Linked DNA regions of Mus musculus: region 1 is linked to region 2. Evidence: chromatin contacts called from public HiChIP or PLAC-seq data. All regions are on one chromosome and are shown on one strand. Each heading gives the region's core, a stretch centred on a gene start, on an enhancer-like site or on the middle of the called end of the contact. The rest is flanking DNA. Distances are from core to core; before and after follow the strand shown. Region 1 holds the start of Noxa1 (NADPH oxidase activator 1). Region 2 holds the start of Traf2 (TNF receptor-associated factor 2).

Region 1 (5,476 bases), core at 751-3,250, 450 kb before region 2:
AGCTTTCTCATGTCCAGGAAATGGCATGGCTGCTCACAGATCCATCCAACACTACAGCTTCACACCGACACGTTCAAGTGCAACCTCGTGAGACCTGTACACTTAGATTTCCTTATTGCAGTCAGTTATACCACCCACTTCTCAACGTTTCCAGGTCTGGCCAGTGTGCCTGTGCTTGTACACAAGTAAGTTTTATTGACTCAAGGCAGTGCCTCTTCTTCTTCTTATGATAGAGCATTTCAAACTCTCTAGTTACAGTGTGAGGAGGGGAGCGTGGGACTTACTCACTGTTGAACCAGCTGGTAACAGATCATTACGTTCCCTTTCCTGAACAATAACCTTTTTGTTTTTTGGTTTGGCTTGGTTTTGGTTTTTAAGACTGAATTTCTCTGTGTAGCCCTGGAACTGGAACTTTCCTGGAACTCACTTTGTAGACTAGGCTAGCCTCAAACTCAGAGACCTGTTTGCCTCTGTTGGCTTCAAACTTCAGATGTGCAGAGCCTACCTCTGTCTCCAGAGGGATTAAAGGCAGGCATCACTATTCGTGGCTCAAACAAAACCCTTCTAATGAAGAAACAATAGGTACAGATAAATATGTAAGACGTAATAGAAGAGAGCTGGCAAGATGGCTCAGTGGGTAAGGATACTTGCCACCATGCCTAATGACCTGCGTTTGATCACTAGGTTCCACATGGGAAAGAGAAAACTGACTCCCACAAGTTTCCTCCTGATTTATACACACATGTAAATAAATAAATAATTAAGGCTTCCAGAAAGAAATAATAAAGAGACCATCTCCACACAGCCCAGGTTTCTGCTCTCACCCTTGGTCTTGGGTGTCTTTGCTTTCCATCTGTGGTGTCCAGGTAGGTCTGCGTTGTAGGCAGAGTGCTGAGGGCTTCTATCATACACCCAGGAATGGTGAACATGAAGGGGGGATGCCCTGATGCTCACTCTACAGTGTGCTCCCCTGAGTAGGTCTGCTTTGAGAAGCAGGTGGAGATTCATGTGAGTGCTCACTCAGAACCGGAATGACAGACTGTGTGCCACCATCCCATCACAAGCATCTGCTGAAATGCACACTATCAGAGGACGTGCAGAGCCCCTGACTGCTCTGACCCAGCCACCAGCCTGCCTTCGGGTATGCTCCTTCCTCAGTCCTGAGCACCAGAGAGCCTGGGCAGGCCAGGTCTGGTACAGTTGCCGCATTTGGCTTATATGGCTATAGAGACTGAAGGCGCCCTGCTTCCCATTCTGGTCTCAACAAAAAGAGGGGTCTTCTAACCACAAAGCTCCAACCTGCCTCAGGCAGGCACTAAGAGAGGACATTAGTTGAACAATCTCTACGTAAATGACAGGGTAAAGGGCAGGGATTCCTCCCCTTCTTCTATGTTGACTATAAGGTGCGGAAGAGCGTCTTTTTCCAGGATGCCCATTGGAAGATAAGGTTTTATGTTCGCAGTCACATCTTCATCTGCATTCCCCTAAAGCCTCCACCAGGGATGTGAGAGGGGAATCTGTTATCCAGTCCTGGGGTGCTTACCCGCAGCGCAGCCTCGGGATCCCCTGCCATCAGATGCACACAGCCCCTGTTAAAGTACATCCTAGCCAGCGGCTCTCGGACATCTGAGAAGAAGCACAGCGCAGAGTCCCAGTCTTCGCGTGCCACGGCCAGCACACCCCGGTGCCAGTCCCGTATCTGATCCCCTAGAGAGCTCATGGAGCGGGGACGCCTGCTTTGAGGCGAAGGAAGTTAGCGATTCTAGCTGGAGCGCGTGGGACAGGAGGAGGGTGCCCCACAGAAGCTGGGAGGCCGTAGGCCAGGGCCAAGGGGACCGGGACAGCAATGAGAAGCAGCTGGTAGCAAGACAACTGGAGTTGTGACAGTCGGTCCTTGAAACTGAGTAGATGGCCCAAGGCTTAGGCCCCTCTCTCACGCCCCGCCTAGAACTACTTAAACAAGTCCCTAGCACTGAGGAGAGGGTCTATGATCACATAGCCACACCCCTGCATTCGTCAGGCCTATCTGTCCACTCCCTGGCTTAGCTCAACGCCAATGAAACCACGGTTATCTCAATATGGACACGCCTTCTCCACCTCCTAGTTCTTGCCAGGAAGCAGGTGTGAGCACGCCCCTTACTCAAGCCAAGCCCACACCATCTTTTTTCTGGCAAGTTCAGAACTTCAGTGTGCCCTAGATGGGCCCCCGACGTCTATTATGCAAAACTGCAGAGTGTTTGGGGAAACCCCGGGGAAAGTGCTGCACGACCGGGCCAAGGTTCCGGGGTCAGTATGGACGGTGCATTGCAGAGCTGCTTGCTCAGAGGTCAGCGTGGTCAGGCAAGTGGGCGGCCTAAAGGAGAAACAATCTAAAGGCTGGTAGAGCTCGACCTCCAGACCCGCCTCTTCAGAAGTGACCGGGTGGGCTTGGAGACTCTGGAGCAACAAGATGGGCCGGACTGGATGCCATGTGGCTAGGCCTTAGAAGCCGGATTGGGGCCTCGGAGTCAGGTGTATCGGTCGGTGGTGGGGCAGCCCGCGAGGGCTTTCTCCACTAGTGGGCGCTGGCCTGGCTGCTACTCTCCCTTGCGAGTGTGGCCATTGGGACTGAGTCTTCTACACTGCTCTCCAGGTGGATCACAGCTATCCAGAAAAACTAGCGGTTGGACAGGGATTGTGTCTTGTATAGACAGGTGGGGCAGCCCAATGTAGACTCTGCAGGACACCCAGAAGTTGATGTCCACCTTCATAATCTTGCTCGAATAAGGCCCATCCACAGTATGGGAGTCATGTGCCTTCCCCAAACTGCTGATACCAACATTAATCTCTACTGAAGTTTTCTCCCTGACATTTGGGGCACCATGGCTTGGCAGGGTTGACACATGAAATAACACCACAACACCCAATCCAAGTAGCTAGGCTCAGCTGTATCGTGGGCTCATTACCCTTCCTTGCCTGGTTGTTGATCCCCTGTACTCAGAGTCACAGCTGATTCTCCTTCCTGTGTGACGCAGGACAGCTAACTTTTCATTCCTCCATACGTGTAACAATGGCAGCAATCAATTCTGTCCTACGAAGGCTTTTCTGAGAGCTGAATGAGATCTCATAGTGTCAGCAAACAGTTGGTGCTCAGCAGTGCTTGTCATCCTGAGTTCCCAGGGGCTGTGTCCCTTGGCATTTCTCTATGGGCTGAGTTTCCCTAAACTGCTGCCTGGAGTACGTGGATGTTGCTAACCTGACTTCTTTAAGTCCTAGTGCAGCCATTCTGCCCCAATACCCAGATCTTGTATTGTCTCCGTGCAGGCTGGTCACTTTCCCTTGTTTGGCTCCTCTCCCTCTTGCTACTCACTGCCCCTTCCTGGAAGCCCAGCCTAAACTCTATCCCTGCCTTCCCAGCCCCATCTGCCCATTTTCTTTTCCATAGGTCAGAATTCTTTCTAGAATGTTCCATAGCCCATATGGTGGTTTGAATGAAAATGACCCCCATATTCTCATACATTTGAATGCTTGGTTCCCACTTGGTGGAATTGTTTGGGAAGGGCCCGGAGGTATTTCCTCAGTGGAGGGAGTATGTCCCTGGGGATTGGACTTTGAGGTTTCAAAAAGCCCACACCATTCCCAATTAGCTCTCTTGCTCCCTGTTTCATGCTTGTAGATCAAAACACACACTCTTGGCTACAACTGTAGAGCCACATCTGCCTACCTGCCACCATGCTCCTGCCCTGGTGGACATGGACTCACTCTTAGAACTGTAAGCCCCAGATCAATTTTTTCTTCTCTAAGTTTCCTTAGTCAAGGTGTCTATACAGCTATAGAAAACTAACCAAGACAGCCCATTTTCTTATGTTGCATGGTGTAGAACATGGTCCCAAGTTCTACAAGGAATTCCTCCTGTTCTCTGATGAACCCCAAGTGTCAGCCACAGTGACTTTCCCCTGAGCATATATGATGTGCTCTCCATACATTGGTTTGCATGGATCACCATAATGGCCAGGTAGTTTATGTTTAAGTAGACAGGAACCCTGTTAAGTCTTGGTGTGCGGTCCAGAGGTACGCCAGTTGGACAGACACATGCTTTTGGCTCCATGTAGGTCCATAGCCCTTGTTTGACTGGCATCTGAGTGGCAGGACATCCTCTGGGAATGATTTCAAATTCACTGATGATTCTTAAAGGAAGGTGGATTATAGAAGTTAGATGCTATACAGGCTCTTATCTCCATGTTTGCTGAAGGGTCCAAGGGAACTTCTATACCAGCTTGAAAAGGTCATGTCTGAGGGCCAAGCCTCAATTTCCTTTTAAGAGAGGTCACTCAAGAAAGTGAATTGGACATGGGGTCATTTACCCTCTCCTCCTCTGGCCTTGCAGGATCTAGAGGGGAGGTGGGGTGAGCAATGGAAGGGTACCCGAGGATTCTCCTTTGTGTACATGAGCCAATGCTGTCCCGGGAGCACAGGTGTGGGCCAGACTTTCCACAGAGGGCCAGACAAGTGTGGGTGAAGCTGTCGGAAAGTAAGATCTGTGTACTGCAAATGGAAGCCCAAGATGATACCACCATCGTAGTGAAAGATAGTCTAGTGGTTCCTCAGATAAATAGAAATGTATCCACACAAAGCTGGCAGAGTAGCTGGGTATATTGTTGGCACTGGTTGATGCAGGATAGTGAGTCGACTGGCTTGCCTCAACTAGATAGCAAGGCACTGTCTTAAATAAATAAATAAATAAAAATGTAAAAGGAAGCAAACAAAACATACATACAAGTGTTCCAAGTGACACTATTTATAATAGCAAAAGGAGGTGGGGAGACCAAACCAGATGTCTGATTACTGATACATTCATGCTCCATCCAGGCAATTATTTTTCATTCGGTTATAAAAAGGCATGAGGCTCTGATATAGCTTGGGTATACTTTGAGGAGACATGCCACTTGTAAAAACACAGATATTCTATGATCCTGTTTGTGGAAAATATCCAGAACAAGCAAATTCATAGAGGAGAGGAGGAAGTGTGGGGTGATCTCTGGCAGATAATGAGATGTCCTTTAGTTGAACTGTGCAGAAGGCAAGCTTTATTGTATATGAGTTACGCTGATAAACTGTGGGACATTTCTGAGATGTGTGCAGACTCAGGGTGAGGAGTTGTGAGTAAGTAGTGGTGTTTACAGAGGAGGCCTGAGCCAGCCTGGCTGCAGAGGCCCAGTTATGCCAGCCAGCCTTCTCAATCCCTCCTTTGTCCTGGCTGCCTTGGTGTCTCTGGCATCTGAGGGCTGCTGTGTTCTGTTCCTAGTAGGCTCCAGGTACCAGCTCTGCCCCACTGTGCATCTCTTCCCTCCCCTTGTCTCCCAGGCTATATGGCAAGTCCAGAGTCACGTGTAACCCTCAGCTAGGGCCTGAAGGACCTGGAGACCTACCTTGGAACCTACACGGGACCAGATCCAAGTCGGAACCAGCAAGTCAGAATACAGAGGGAACTGGGAAC
Region 2 (4,915 bases), core at 565-3,064:
TGAAACCCACCTGCCAAGCTACACTGACAATCCATGTAGCAACCACATGGGAAGTGGAGGCCTGACACCCCACTGTCAAGAAGGAAACCCCAAACCAACTCTCAGAAAACAGTAGTGAGAGGAGAGGCAGGAAGCATCTCCTTCTTGGAAGAAGGTTTTCTCCAAGTTGGCTGCTGCCATGTCCTCTGTGCTGTCCAGCCTGCTGCTACTTCATGGGTGCAGGAGGAACCACAGCAGGGATTCCCAGAGAGCTCTGACTGGAAGTGCTCAGTGTGCTGCAGCCCAGGAGCCAGTGAGACTAGGTTATGAATGCACATGGCCCTTGCTCAGGTGTGTGGACATAGTGGAGAATCTCCTGAGGAGCCCATGGTGACTGGCAAACAGGAGAAGAGTAACAGGGTTCCAGGCAGCCTGTATTGTCAGAGAATAGTCAGTTTAGGTACGGACTAGAGGGTCCCAGGGAAAAAAACAGCCAACAGGTAAACACCTCACAGACCTGCTAGGCAGGCAAGGAGCCACCAGTTCAGACCAGAGACACAACTGCTGACAGCACTCAGCCTTCCAGATGTACACACAAGGCTTGATAAAAAACAACCCTTCCTTCAGCTTTTAAAACTCAAGTATTTATAAATCCATCATTAAGTATTCAGCAATAAAGTTAATTTTTAAGACTTAAACATCAATTTGAGATTGCTTGGGGTCTCCACCTGATAACAGTTAACTTTGGGTCACTAAATACCACCTTTCTCAGTCAGTTACGCAGGCAGGAAGGGGCCGTGGTGGCAAGGTCAACTGTGACTTCTCTGGGGGACTGGTAGCCAAGCTAGTGAGTTGCACACAAGACAATGATGACATTGCATTGTGTCCACGGAGCTGAAAGTTTGTTTCTCCGATTTTGGGGCCCGCTGGGAGTACGTCTGTGAGTTCTAATCAATCTCATGTCCTTTCCACCTACTCAGGGCTTCAAGTCCATCATGTGGAATATACACTAGGTCCAACCTCCATTAGGCAGGCGTCAGGAGGTTAAGGGCCCTGGGATCAGTCTCCACACCCTGACACATATGCATCTATCCCATCAACATAGTTTCCAGGGCGGTGGTGGCGCAGGCCCTTTAATCCCAGCACTCAGTAGTTCGAGGCCAGACTACTTTACAAAAAGCAAGATAGTTTCCAGAGAAACAGAGGTTCTGAGGGGCAGAAAGGTGAGATCTGAAAAAATAAAGGAGGACAGGGAAGGTAAACCACCAACAGGGAAGAGGCCTTATGGGGGAGGTGGTGTCCGTGATTTGTGTAGCCGGGTGTCAGAAAAGGCGACGTAAATTTGGCAGACCAAATTTGACTGCCCCATCCAAAAAGCATAAGTGGGTGGGAGGTGAGCGGTAAAAGTGGCCTGGGAGACCAGGTATTCGCTCAAGGCCAGTAAGGGCAAGTGGGGCTCGTGGGTCCCTCGGGCGCGATGCCGGACCGAGATCTGGGGCAGGGACCGTACTGCTGTAACCCCGAGCCACCGCGGTAGGCGCGCAGCCAAGCACCGCTGCGGACGTCGCGAACTTTTCCGGCCCCCCTCCCGCGACTTTCAGTTTCCGGCTCCGCGGCTCCGAAAAGTCTACCCACCCACCTCACCCAGACAGCGGCGGCCCCGCATCTGACCCCCAACCGCCACTCCCACCCCGCGCCTGACCCCAGCCCGGCCGCCGCTGAGAGTAGACCCCCCGCTTAGATCCGCGCCGCCTCACCCAACGGTCTTCGCGCGCCCGGAACTCAGCGCTCGCCGGGAAACACCCCCGCTGCCGCGGCCCGCCCCGTCTGACGGACAGACGCACGCGCCTACCAGGAGCTCACAGGGAGCAGCAGCGGCCGTCGATTTGTCAAATAGGCCGCCTTGACTCTGCCCGCTGACAGACGGAAGCAGGAACCTACCAGGAACGAGCACGGAACCGCAGAGAGCGGTGATTAGTCAGAGCGGCGCAGGGGGTGGGGGCTAAGCCGGTTTCTCCGGTTCCTAGCAAGGTTGTTGAGGAAGCTGCCTTGAGCCTCTCTTCGTGGACGTCAGTCACTTGCAGTCACTTGCCACCAAATGTAACTCGAGTTCGAGCCCTGGGTCCACATCGTGGAAAGAGAGCAGGGGTTTATGCATTATTTAGTCATACACACAAATAGACGAATAAGTGTAATTTAAAAGTTTAAAGAGTTAACATTTCAATGAATATTTGCGAACAAAGAAGTGTAGACAAAAGGGTATACTGTGGAACAAACTGACATACTACAGCTTCCGCGACGAGATTTTTTTCCATCTGTTGTGGGAGAGGTTGCAAGGATGAAAGGCAGGTACAAGGGGAGGGGGAGATGGGTGGGATGGGGTGCATGATGTGAAATGCACAATGAACCAATAAAAAGGTTTTTAAAAAAGTTTGAAGGATTCATCAAGAGCACCTTCAACCACATGAACAGGGAAATGTCCCCCAAGAAAGCTTATGTTTGGAGACTTGAGTCTACGTCAACATGTAGATTTGTACACCTCTGACAATTGTCTATTCTCATCTCTGCAGTCCTGTTAAAAAGGTATTTTAAAAAAATTATAAGTATGTATGTCTGTGCACATGAGTGAAGTATCCAGGGATTCCATACAAAGAGGCCATTGTATCCCTTAGAGCAAAAGTTATAGGCTCAGGGCTGAAGAGATGGTTTAGTGGCTAAGAGTACCGACAGCTCTTCCAGAGGTCCTGAGTTCAATTCCCAGTAACTACATGATGGCTCACAACCATCTGTAATGGGATCGGATGCCCTCTTCTGATGTGTGTCTGAAGACAGCTACAGTGTACTCATAAAATAAATAAATAAATCTTAAAAAAAAAAAAAAAGTTACAGGCTCTTGTGAGCTGGGACCCAAACCAAACTTCAGAACTCTGAGAGAGCTCTTAACTCCTGAGTCATCTCTTCCTGCAAAAAAGAAAAAAAATATATATATATGCTGACACATATCTCTATATATCTCTAGACATCACACACACACACACACACACACACACACACACACACACACGCTACACACATAACCACATATAAACAACACCATACACATATATGTATATACACACAAAGTATTTAGAGCTCACCATCAGGGGTGTCCAACCCACAGCATGTATCCCAGGATAGCATCCCAACATTTGTAGCTGTTATATCACAGTGTGGAAGGATGGACACCTCTGCACTCTACCCTCTGTGTCTTGCCTGCATTCATTCTGTAACTGACTTTAAGAGATACTTATGCTCTTCTCTTTGGCAACCAGTCTCTTGAAACAATGTACCCCAGGAAATTTAATTATTCTCCAGGAGTCTCAGAAGGAGAAAGAAGGCTGAAGCCTGGGGCCAACCGAGGAAGAAACTTGTCTCCTGGGAAGAGATGTGCAGCTTCAGGCCATCTTGCAGGCTAGCCGAGCTCAGACAATGATGGGTCAGTGATGGACAGGACCACACCTTGACCCAGCCTACTTAGTGATGCATACCTCCAGCCTCTACTTGAAGTTAATTACTTCATCCAGGAGCTGGAAGGTAGATATGGTGAAGGCTGTGTCATTGAATCTCTTTGTTTTTCTTTCTAGTATGGATACATTGAATAGATCTTTTCTGCTTTTCACTGGTAAAGTTCACCTCTGATTAGCTTATTGAGGACAAATGATTGAGCAGGGCTTGTTCGGGATGCCAAAACAGGCTCTGACCCTAATAACTCTGGTAGCAGTTTAATGAAGATTGCAAGGATTCTGGGAGCCGAGGGAGTCCAAGTGAGATCCTGCAGCTATGAAAACTGTTCTGGGACAAGAGCTGCTTGCAGCAGGCACTGCTGATCCAACCACATTGACTGCACACCCTTGCTCCTGTGGAAGTTGGAATTCCCCTAACTGAATCAGGAATCCCACCCATAGGACAGCAAAGTTGTCCTCTTCTGCTGAAGTTCAGGCAACTGCTGGGTCACGTAGCTTCCTGGAGCCTTTGGGGCTTATTCACGGTAGTGAGTCCACACCTGTGGAGCCTTCTTTACCAGTGGGAGGAGGTGTTTCCTGAGAGCCCCGAGGAGCCTGAGAAGCTAGCCTGAACGTAAGCTCATTCGCTGAGAGCATCTGCTCCCTCAGGGCAAAATGCAGGTGTGCTCCATGCTCCAGACCTTCCCTCACCCACATCCACCAAAGATCTCATTGGCAACTGTGCCCACAGACCTTAAAGGCAACAGAGCCAGAGACCATCGTTGCCATAACAACCTTAACCATAGCCTACCAGTACAACACCTGCTGCCACAAAAATGTCACTTTAGACTTTTCTACTTGGAGATTTTATGTGCACTCTTTGGGGGAGGGGATGAGAGGGGCTGGTCTGTAGAGTGTGTACCAGAATTAGACCAGATCAAGAGAATGGGAGGTGCTCTCACTGCCCCACCCACCAGTACAGAATTGGGTGACATCCTGGGGACTCATTTCACTCACTGGCTGGGAAATGGGTGAGTCACTGTGATTGTTGGGGATTCCCATGTGGGTTTCTTCCTGCTAAAAAGAAAGCAAAAGTTACTCAGCAAGACAGCCACTGAGGGCGAGGCAGAGGTTGGGGTGTCCCTTGGGCAGACTCAGGAGGACCCACACAGCACCTGCTCACTCCCTGAGAACTAGCGTCAGCCAAGAACCACTGACAGCAGGACCTGGAGGCATGTGACTGTACCCAGGTGCCAGGGTACTAAAGAGAAAGCTGCTGTCTTAGGTCACAATGTTGTGAGCTGAGGGCCTGTGGGCTTGACTATAAATCAAAGCCGATGTAATGGACACCAGCTGCCTTGACTTGGCCAAGACCAGGACACTAGGCAGCTTCCCACTGGTTCTGAGGAGTCAGCTTCCAGTGTGACCCTCCTCCCACCCCTGTCCGAAGGCTT

Evidence for each region. HiChIP or PLAC-seq counts read pairs in DNA pulled down with a chosen protein or histone mark.
Region 1: a contact with region 2 is called in a FOXA1 HiChIP or PLAC-seq map of pancreatic cancer cells. The contact joins the promoter of Noxa1 here to the promoter of Traf2 in region 2. A contact is called at or near these places in 8 of 39 promoter capture datasets (the HPC-7 cell line, cranial neural crest, embryonic stem cells and 4 more) and 1 of 115 datasets of contacts at active chromatin or transcription factors (pancreatic cancer cells).

The regions. Positions count from the first base shown.
Region 1 is chr2:25,093,205-25,098,680 of GRCm38.p6, forward strand. It overlaps Noxa1 (NADPH oxidase activator 1), which reads right to left and starts at 2,001. Exons shown (of 12, transcript NM_172204.4): 1 at 1,544-2,001. The coding sequence starts at 1,720.
Region 2 is chr2:25,545,126-25,550,040 of GRCm38.p6, forward strand. Traf2 (TNF receptor-associated factor 2) reads right to left here and starts at 1,815. Exons shown (of 11, transcript NM_009422.3): 1 at 1,737-1,815. It overlaps Gm35476 (a long non-coding RNA gene), which reads right to left. Exons shown (of 4, transcript XR_866044.3): 3 at 4,479-4,915; 4 at 2,800-2,940.